2 separate regions of the Sus scrofa genome follow, and region 2 is linked to region 1. A link is a contact called in public HiChIP or PLAC-seq data. All regions are on one chromosome and are shown on one strand. The core of a region is the stretch at or near the end of the contact, and the rest is flanking DNA. Distances in the headings are between cores, read along the strand shown.

The links. HiChIP or PLAC-seq counts read pairs in DNA pulled down with a chosen protein or histone mark.
Region 2: an H3K27ac HiChIP or PLAC-seq map of alveolar macrophages shows a contact between it and region 1. The contact joins two enhancer-like sites. A contact is called at or near these places in 3 of 5 promoter capture datasets (fetal liver, liver and skeletal muscle), 29 of 47 Hi-C or Micro-C datasets (adipose tissue, alveolar macrophages, blood and 15 more) and 2 of 2 datasets of contacts at active chromatin or transcription factors (alveolar macrophages and skeletal muscle).

What each region holds. Positions count from the first base shown.
Region 1 is chr14:59,967,257-59,971,696 of Sscrofa11.1, reverse strand. It overlaps GALNT2 (polypeptide N-acetylgalactosaminyltransferase 2), which reads left to right. Exons shown (of 16, transcript XM_001927774.6): 14 at 112-238; 15 at 4,343-4,440. Among named protein-coding and RNA genes, the nearest start is that of PGBD5, 130 kb to the right of the region's middle. Within about 2 kb of position 1,571, at least 7 of the 83 cell types and tissues checked have an H3K27ac peak or open chromatin away from gene starts, as enhancers often do. A contact at or near this core is called in alveolar macrophages, embryonic fibroblasts and retroperitoneal adipose tissue, where this site is marked.
Region 2 is chr14:60,223,686-60,228,303 of Sscrofa11.1, reverse strand. No RefSeq gene overlaps it. Among named protein-coding and RNA genes, the nearest start is that of URB2, 28 kb to the left of the region's middle. Within about 2 kb of position 2,878, at least 15 of the 83 cell types and tissues checked have an H3K27ac peak or open chromatin away from gene starts, as enhancers often do. A contact at or near this core is called in alveolar macrophages, embryonic fibroblasts and retroperitoneal adipose tissue, where this site is marked.

The DNA of each region.
Region 1 (4,440 bases), core at 322-2,821:
CTCTCGCTGCCCTGCCTGGTCCTGAGGCGAAGGCTCTGGGCAGTGGAGTGGGGTGGGGCACGGAGGTGGGGGCCCTGCCGATGGAGTGAGTGTCTCTCTCGTTGGTTCCAGGGTTCCCGACCATCAGGATATAGCTTTTGGGGCCTTGCAGCAGGGAACCAACTGCCTGGACACTTTGGGACATTTTGCTGACGGTGTCGTCGGAGTTTACGAGTGTCACAACGCTGGGGGGAACCAGGTATGTGCGTAGGGGGGATGAGGGAACGGGGTGGGTGGGTTGCTGAGGTCACAAGTCCTGTGGCCACCCTTCTCCTGGGACGAGAGATGTCTGCCCCGAGCCCCTTCTCAGCCTCGGGTGAGCACTGACCTGGCTTTGTCGTCACAGCTACAGGGAGGGTAGCCTTGCTCCTTCCCAGCCCATCATCCCCCGCCTCCTCTGTCCCCCCAGTGTGTGCTCACCCCAGGGCACCTGACTGTGTCTGCGCCTGCACCTGCCCACATCCGTGCCCATAAGCACTTAACCCCCGCGCCACGGCTGCCTGTTAGATAACAAGGGCTTCGGTGTAAAGCCCGCCACCTTCTGTCTCGCGGAAAGGGAGAGGCCCAGCCATGGCCTCTGTGTCCAAAAGGACCATGATCTAGAAGGCGGTTTTTCCTGTGAGGTAACAGCGGGCATTTGGTAAGATGAGGGCTTTGTGCACAGAAATGGTCGGGCAGTGTTGTGTCTTGTCATCTCCTGCTTGGGGGTGGGGGGTTGCTGTTTTTAACAAAAGGTGCTTGACCTCAGTGTCTCCCACATTTATTGATCCCAGGGCCTTTCAGTAGAACTATTTCCAAAAGAAAGTGCCTGCTTTTGTGTGAAGGTGGCTGTCCCATGTCCTTCCGGGGAGTGGCTGGGTGACTTCCTTCCCTTTCCATCCTCATGGTTGCTCCAGGTGGCCTGGACATGGTCAGTTAGACACATGAGGCGCAGGGCGGGACAGCCCCCATCCATCTGGCTCCATCCGGGTCCCAAGACAGACACCTCCCTGCCCCTGGGCTCTGCCCCACGGCTTTGCCCGGGAGGAGCCCGAGAGCTTTCGGGAAGCACCGATCCTGGGTCCCACACCCAGAGAGCCTGATTTCCTGAGTCGGGTCAGAGAGCATTGGCGTGTTTGAAAGCTCTGGGGGTGGGTGACCCTAAATGGGGACACGTGAGCAGGGCCCAGTAGGCACGGCGTCCTCCATGGTCCAGCCTGGGCTGCGAGCTGCTGTCCAGACCAGCCCTGCCTAGGGGCATTTGCGTGCTGAAGAGAATGTTCTCGGTCTGCCCCACCCAGCACAGCAGCCATCAGCCAGGTGTGGGGACGGAGCCCTCAGCACGGGGCCAGTGCGACCGAGGATGTCAGGTTTCTCCTGGTTTCATTGTGGTGAATTCAGACGCCCCGAGTGCAGGGACCACCACATGGGGAACCGTCCTGGGGGGTGGAAGCTGGTGCCCAGCGGCTCCTGCACCTCCCAGGGCCAGTCCCGTCTGAGCTGAGGAAAAGTCAGCTCTGAGGATGAGGAATGAGGGGTGAGTAACGTTTCCTAGCGGGAACCTGGCCGTGCTCTGGGTCAGTAAAGTGTGTCATGTGGTTTCTGGCAGGGCCTTGGCAGACACACAGGAAGTGGGGAAATTTTTTGAGTGGCAGCTCAGAAAAGCATTTCTTAAATATTTATGTACTTCATTTTGGAAATACAGATCATTGCAGAAGGACAGAGTGGCAACTTTCCTTGCTGTTCCCATAGCTGAATTTGGTATAGGTCTGTTTTAAAATAAGGAAGCACACAGAGTACCCATTGTGGCTCAGCGGGTTAAGAACCCGACTAGTATCCATGAGGATGTGGGTTTAATCCCTGGCCTTGCTCAGTGGGTTAAGGATCCGGCGTTGTCATGAGCTGTGGTGTAGTTCACAGATGTGGCTCGAATTCCGCGTTGCTGTGGCTGTGGTGTAGGCTGGCGGCTGCAGCTCCAATTTGACCCCTGGCCTGGAAATTTCCACATGCCATAGGTGCTGCCCTAAAAAGAATACATAAAACTGGGAGTTCCTTTTGTGGCTCAGCAGAAAGGAATCTGACTAATATCCACAAGGACACAGGTTCGATCCCTGACCTCACTCAGTGGGATGAGGATCTGGCGTTGCCGTGAGCTGTGGTGTAGGTTGCAGACGTGGTTTGGATCTGGCGTGGCTGTGGCTGTGGCGTAGGCTGGTGGCTACAGCTCCGATTCTACCCCTAGCCTGGGCACCTCCATATGCTGCAGGTGCAGCCCTGAACAAACAAAAAAGAATAAATGAACTAAAGTAAAATAAGAAAGCACACAATAGCAAGAAGGTCATAGAAACATTCAAACTGAGCTTTAAACTGAGTGTCAGCAAACCCCTAACATCTGCCAACACCTGCCTCCAAGAATGATGGAAAATCTTATTCTCCCTGGGGTCGATCCACCCATTACTCCTCTTCCCAAGTTGGGGCGGGGAGGGTATCTTTGTGTCACTGTTTCACACAAATACCTAAAAGCATGCAGGGTGCAGGGGCTACTCCATCCTGGGACCTCCTTCATGCCTGTTGGCGCTTTGGGATCACTCCCCCCCAACCCGCGCCCCCAAGGACAGCATTGTGGGAGACTGGCCTGGCCTGTGGCCCTTCCAAGCCGGTTCTGCCCGTGGGGACAGGGGGGCAAGGAGCCAGCCCTCTGCTCGCTCCCAAGTTTGGACAACCCATGAAAAACAGGCCAAGCAGGTTCTTCTCCTCTAGGATTTTCAGAGCCTTTTCAGGGATGCTATGAATTTGCAAGAGAGGCACTTGGCCCAAATTCAGTGTTTCCCAAATTTATTTGACCTGGAACCAAGTTTTCATAAGATTCTTTCGGAGTCCACTTTGAGAAGCACTGATGAAAAGGGGAGAAGTCGAAAGCTGAGGGCAGAGAGGGGGGCGCAGGGCCTGACTCCCTGTCAGGAGAGGAGGAAGCCTGCCAGGGGGCTACAGGGGCTGTCCCCAACCTCTCTCCAGCTGTGCCCAACTCCTCTGAGCACCACGTCTCTCCGCGGCCATGTAAGGGGTGCATGTGGCCGCCGGGTGGTAATCCTTCCCCATAATAGGCCATCTGCTCCAGGAGATGGAGGCACCGAGCAATGAGCTTCTTTAAAAGATTGTGTTTCCTGGGCTCCATCCCCTGAAAACAGAGAAAAGGAAAACAGTCTCTGGAAGCACTTGCCAGAGCCCAGAGTGGCATGAGGCGTGCCGCCTGCTCTCGCTACCTGGTGAGAGTGATGGAAGGCAGGGCCTGGCCTGTGTGTTTGCTGCGTGGGTCCAGCCCTCTGAAAGCACCTGAGCTGCTGCCGGTGCTCAGTGGACAGTCATTGGGGTGGACAAACAGCAGAAGGGGCACTGGGAGGGCACCCCTGGGGGATTCTTACTTAGAATAACCCTTGCTGCATCTAGATCCTGAGGGTTCTCTTGGGTTTCGTCCCTTTGAATAGGTCAAGTCCTAGAGTAAAGGTCAGAAGCCTCACCCTCCTGCCCAGAGCGGAGCTCCCAGCCCCCTCTCCCACCTGAGGCCACACTCACCCATCTTGTCACCTCCCCAGCCTCCTTCCCTTTCAGATGCTCTTGTTTGGTGTTCAGAAGAAATGGTTCTACTCTCGGCCTGTGTGTGTGTGTGTGTGTGTGTGTGTGGTGTGTGTGTGTGTGTGTGTGTGTGTGTGTGTGTGTGTGTTGAGATCACGGGCAAGTTATTTCAGCTCTCTGGCTCAGTTTTCTCATCTGTAAAAAGGGGATAACCATAGCTTCTCATAGGGCTGTTGTGTAAAGGGCTTAAATGGTGCCCGGACATCATAAGTACCCAGGCTGGCTGTGCGCCATATGTGTAGATACCTAGATCCATCCCCAGGGACCTCAGAACTCTCTGAGCATCTGTGGGCCAACTTAGAGGAGGCTAAACATGCTGTGTGTGATTTGTAATTTTCACACATGACAATCCGCAGTCACAAATGCTGTTTCCACACCATACCTGCTGGGGGCAAAGTCCCCACGTTGACCCTGAAGTTGTCCATCCCTTTGGGCAGCAGAGCTTGAGTGACAGTGTTCACAGCTCACATTTTACCACCGGAAACGGGTGCGGAGCTCCACCCTGCGTTTGGGCTGAAACGGTCACCACGGTTCACCTGGGTGCCCAGTCACAAGGCTCCATGATACCCCGCGTGCAGATTTGCTCTTTGGCATAAAGTCATTTGTTGGTCCTGAGCTGTTCGGAGCTCCTAAGGCTGGTCCCCAGTGTGCCCGGCCCCTCTGGGGCCCCTGACCTGGGTTTGTGTTGCAGGAGTGGGCCTTGACCAAGGAGAAGTCAGTGAAGCACATGGACCTATGCCTGACTGTGGTGGACCGGGCGCCCGGCTCCCTCATCAAGCTGCAGGGCTG
Region 2 (4,618 bases), core at 1,629-4,128, 260 kb before region 1:
GCTTATCAATGTATTTCATTATAATAACTTCAGAAAATAAAAATAAAAGGGAATAAATTTTAACTACTCCCAGTCTCAGCTGCTCAGATAGCCACTGTCCCCTGTGAGTAGGCGTTTCCATCCCCATCCCGTTGTACATGTGTGTGTGCGTACACATTTAAGTAAATGTATAGTTGTCAGATTGGATCATAAGTACAGTTTTTAGTTTGTTTTAGTTACCCAGCTTTTTTCTTCTGTGTAATATTTCAGTAACATCTTGGGGTCTACACACATACTTGACCTAATGGCTGCAAAGGAGTCCGTTGAGTAGATACTGCTATTTATTTAAGCAATCTCCCATGGTTGGAGTTTCCATTGTGGCTCAGCAGATTACGAAGCTGATTAGTATCCATGAGGATGTGAGTTCGATCCCTGGTCTCGCCCAGTGGGTTATGGATCTGGTGTTGCCGTGAGCTGTTGGTTTAGGTCGCAGAGGAGGCACGGATCCCTTGTTGCTGTGGCTGTGGTGTAGGCTGGCAGCTGAAGCTCTGATTTGACCCCTAGCCCGGGAACTTCTATATGCCATAGGTGTAGCCCTAAAAAGCAAATAAATAAATAAATAACTTTCATATGGTAGACATCAGATTCTTTCCAAAGTTCCTTTCGTAGATGGTGCTTGCAGCCAGCTCTTTCCTTCTGTCTTTATAATTATTTCTGTAAGATTGATTCCTATAAGTTTTATTATTTGTCCAAAAGTTCTCAGTTATTACAAACATAAATATGTTTATAATATTTATGTACTTAATGTTTATATAAATGTAAATAATGGTTTATATAAATATTATGTAATTATTGCCAAATTGCCCTCCAGAAAGTGTACACATTTATTTTCCTTCTAGTGAAAATAGTATTGATTTGGTTTTATGCCTCCTTGATAGAGAAATGTTACTTAGTTTTGAATTTCTCTAATTGAGAAGAGATTTTTCCTTTTTTTTTTTGTCTTTTTGCCATCTCTTGGGCCACTCCCTCGGCATATGGAGGTTCCCAGGCTAGGGGTTGAATCGGAGCTGTAGCCACCAGCCTACACCAGAGCCACAGCAACGCAGAATCTGAGCCATGTCTGCAACCTATACCACAGCTCACAGCAACGCTGGATCCTTAACCCACTAAGCAAGGCCAGGGATCGAACCCGCAACCTCATGGTTCCTAGTCAGATTTGTTAACCACTGAGCCACGATGGGAACTCCCAAGATTTTTCCATTTTTTATATTTGCTTTAAATTTTTTTTTTATTTTTTAGATTTTTACAGTCACACCCATGACATAGAAGTTTGCAGGCTAGGTGTTGAATCAGAGCTGCAGCTGCTGGCCTATGCTGCAGCAACACCAGATCTGAGCCGCAGCTGTGACCTACACTACAGATTATGGCAACGCTGGATCCACTGAATGAGGCCAGGGATTGAACACATATCCTCATGGAGACTATGTCAGGTTCTTAACCTACTGAGCCACAGTGGGAACTCCTTATATTTACCCCCCCACACACAACTTTTTTTTTTGGGGGCTACGCCTGGAACATGCAAACGTTCCCGTCTAGGACTCGAACCTGAGCCACAACTGTGATAATGCTGGATCATTAACTGCTAGGCCACCAGGGAACTCCTATATTTACCATTTTTAAATTTCTTACATAAATTATACAATTATGTTTCTTATGTGGTATTAGCCTCTTAATTGGGATATTTGCATTTTTTCTTACTCATTATCTCTGGAATTTATGTTGAACTTCTCCTGATACCCCTTTTTTTGTCAGTTAAAATATAGGCTTAAATTATTTGAAAGATCATCCCTAAGCAAAAGGCTTAAAAAAAAAAAAAAAAAACCCTAATTTTCAAGTTCATGAAATTGGATCAGACAGTATAAAATGGCTTTTTTGGCTACCTAAAGGAAATTGCCCATGTTTCATGACTGAGATTTGGTTATATTTCTTGTGTTGGCTGACTCAGTCTGGGAGATAATTCTGCTTTGCTAACTGTTTTATCCCTTTCCTTCCCTCTGTCTAGACATTTTGTGTGTAGAGCTTCCTCAACTCTGGTAACCAGAAACGCATTCGAGTGGTCTGCTATCTTTTGCTTAATGCTCTGCTTTGACCAAATTCATTCCCTGCAGCATCCTCTGAGAGAGGTTGATGACATTATTTCCTTTTCACACCTGGAGATGTGTGCTAGAGCCAGAGTGGGCCTTTCAAGGACACAGGCTGTAAACAAAGCCGGCATTAAACTCTGTCCTTGGCTTTACCGTCTTGGTCAAATGCCTGCATGGAGGTGGGGGAGTGGGGGTGGTCGCTGGTCTCAGAGGCCCTCACAGATTTGCCTGTCTCTGCTAGTTCAGGAAGACTGAAAGTGAGAGTGCTTGGAGTCCCCGTGCTGGGGAGCTTGCTTGGGGTAGGGACCTGGGCAGTTCCTCAAGCGTCCTCAGGGTGGCACTGCGGGGCCACAGCTCTAGGCTCCTGGAGATTGCTCAGGAGGAGCCTGTAGCCTGGGAGGGAAGGGACAAAGGACTAGGAGGCCTGGGTCCCTGCGCCTGCAAGGTGAGACATGTGTCCTCATTTCCACGGTTGTCTCAATTTGAACTTTACGCCTTCCCCAGGGAGAATGGTTTCCACTTTATTTTGGAGGTTAAGTGGGAAGAGGAAAGTTTTCTTAGTAGTAACTATGGGGACTAGGCTGTGTTCAGTTTTATTTTATTAGAGTAGACCTCACAGGCAGAGAGGGGTGAGGGGTGGCCCTGGCCACTGTCCACCTGGCAGGGGGGTGCCTTCGGGAGTGACTACAAGGGGCTGGGCCTGAGGCAGACCTCCTCTGACTTGTGTGGCCCCAGCTCTCTGCACTGGAGGCCTGTGTGTCTCGTGCCTCTGACAAGTGGGCATCACCCTCCTCTGTCTGGGCTGGTGCTGGTCCTTGTGGAGTTCGCTTCCTCCGTCAGACAAGTACGATCATTTTGGAAGGGGTGCTGCGGCCGGGAAGCAGGGGGCTGTGACAAGGAACCAGCAGGGCCCTTAGGAGGCTGCGTGGACTACACTTGTCACACTGGTTTTGGCCAAAGACAGGCACGTGACATGCAGAACAGATGTGTTGGAAGTTGGGAGGAGAGAAGGATTAACATGGGAGCTGCCCAGGGTGTCCTGAGCAGTACAGCCTGGCCCTGATCACTCCCAATGGGGTGGAGCGACTGGCCTTCCCAGCCCAGGAGGTCCCCAGGAGGGATCTGGGTTGAAACTTTTCTCTTTTGCCTGGTTTCTCCTTCTGATCTCCAAGTAATTCCCTGCCACCCTGCCTCTCTTATCTAATTGGCTCCCACTTGATGCTTTAAGTCTCATGAAATCCGCTGCAGAGGCCAAGGCTGGATCAGTTTTGATTCTTCGTTCCATCCTGTGTCTCCTTAACACTCTTCCTTTCTCTGTTTCATCTCACTTTCCTTTCTGAGGGTCTCAAGCTTCTCTGTCACGTTCCTCCCTAACCATCTTTCAACAGTGTCACAGGTGTTGTCTTGGGCCGTGGGCTGGAGGACTCCTCCCCTGTCATTGCAGACATTTCTGCCCCAAGGGCTCCCACCCGCCTCCTGCTAGCTGGTGACCTGGGCTCTGGATCCAGATCCTCTCTTGCTTCCTGCTGCCACTCTTTGTAGCCTCGGCATCCACACTGAGGCTCTTCTGACTGGGTGTCTCCACCTCTGTTCCCACTCAGCCACCAGCTGCTAACAGTGAGCCCTCCCACTGGAGCCTCCTCACTCAGGGGGTTTGTCCTCCGGCCCCTCCTGTTCCCAGTTACCTGGTATCAGCCTTCCCCTTGTCCCTCCGTCCTCCTGTTCCCAGTTGCCACCGTCCCCTCACAAGCATCCTCCCCCCTACTTTGGCTATTGTCACCTTGTCACCCTCTGGTTGTCCTACACCCACCCCCACTCGATGCAGAAGTGTGGGGCAAGTTCTATGACCGGAGAAGGTAATAGATTCATGGTGATTCTCCACAAAAGCTGTTCTTGCTCCTCAGCTGGGTCCATTTCCTGGGAGGAAAATCTTTCTTCCTTTGAGGAAGAAGCAGCCATAAGGCAGTTAGCGGTGATTGATGGTGGGAATGGTTTTAGCACAAGGTTCTGGCTGATAGTAGAACATGCTGGCTCTTACCTTCTCTCCCTCCATCAGACCCAGTGTCCCCTCAGGTCAGTCGTCTCTCTGACTCTGACCATCCACTTGTTCTGCTTCCTTTCCACCCTGCTGACATCACCAGTTGCCCCTGAGCAAGGCCCTCTTAAACTTTCTGGGCCTCCCTGAATTGCCACAGCAGTGACAACGCTGGATTCTTAATCTGCTGAGCCACCAGGGGACTCCCTGCCTTGGCTCTTGAGTTGACAGTGGAGAGGACAAGGTGGGTCCCAGTGGGCCATCAGGACTGTTAACTAACACTTGCCTGGGCATCTGTGCCCCAGCCCCTGTCTCCCTACCTGTCTCTTGCTGCCTCTGGTCATCCATCCCATGTATTGTGTCTAAATAGACCTCATGCTTGTACGTCACCTCAAAGACCTTCAAGGATCCTTTTCTTCTAAAAACAACCCCCTTATCCTGGTGCTGGAGGCTCTCAGTG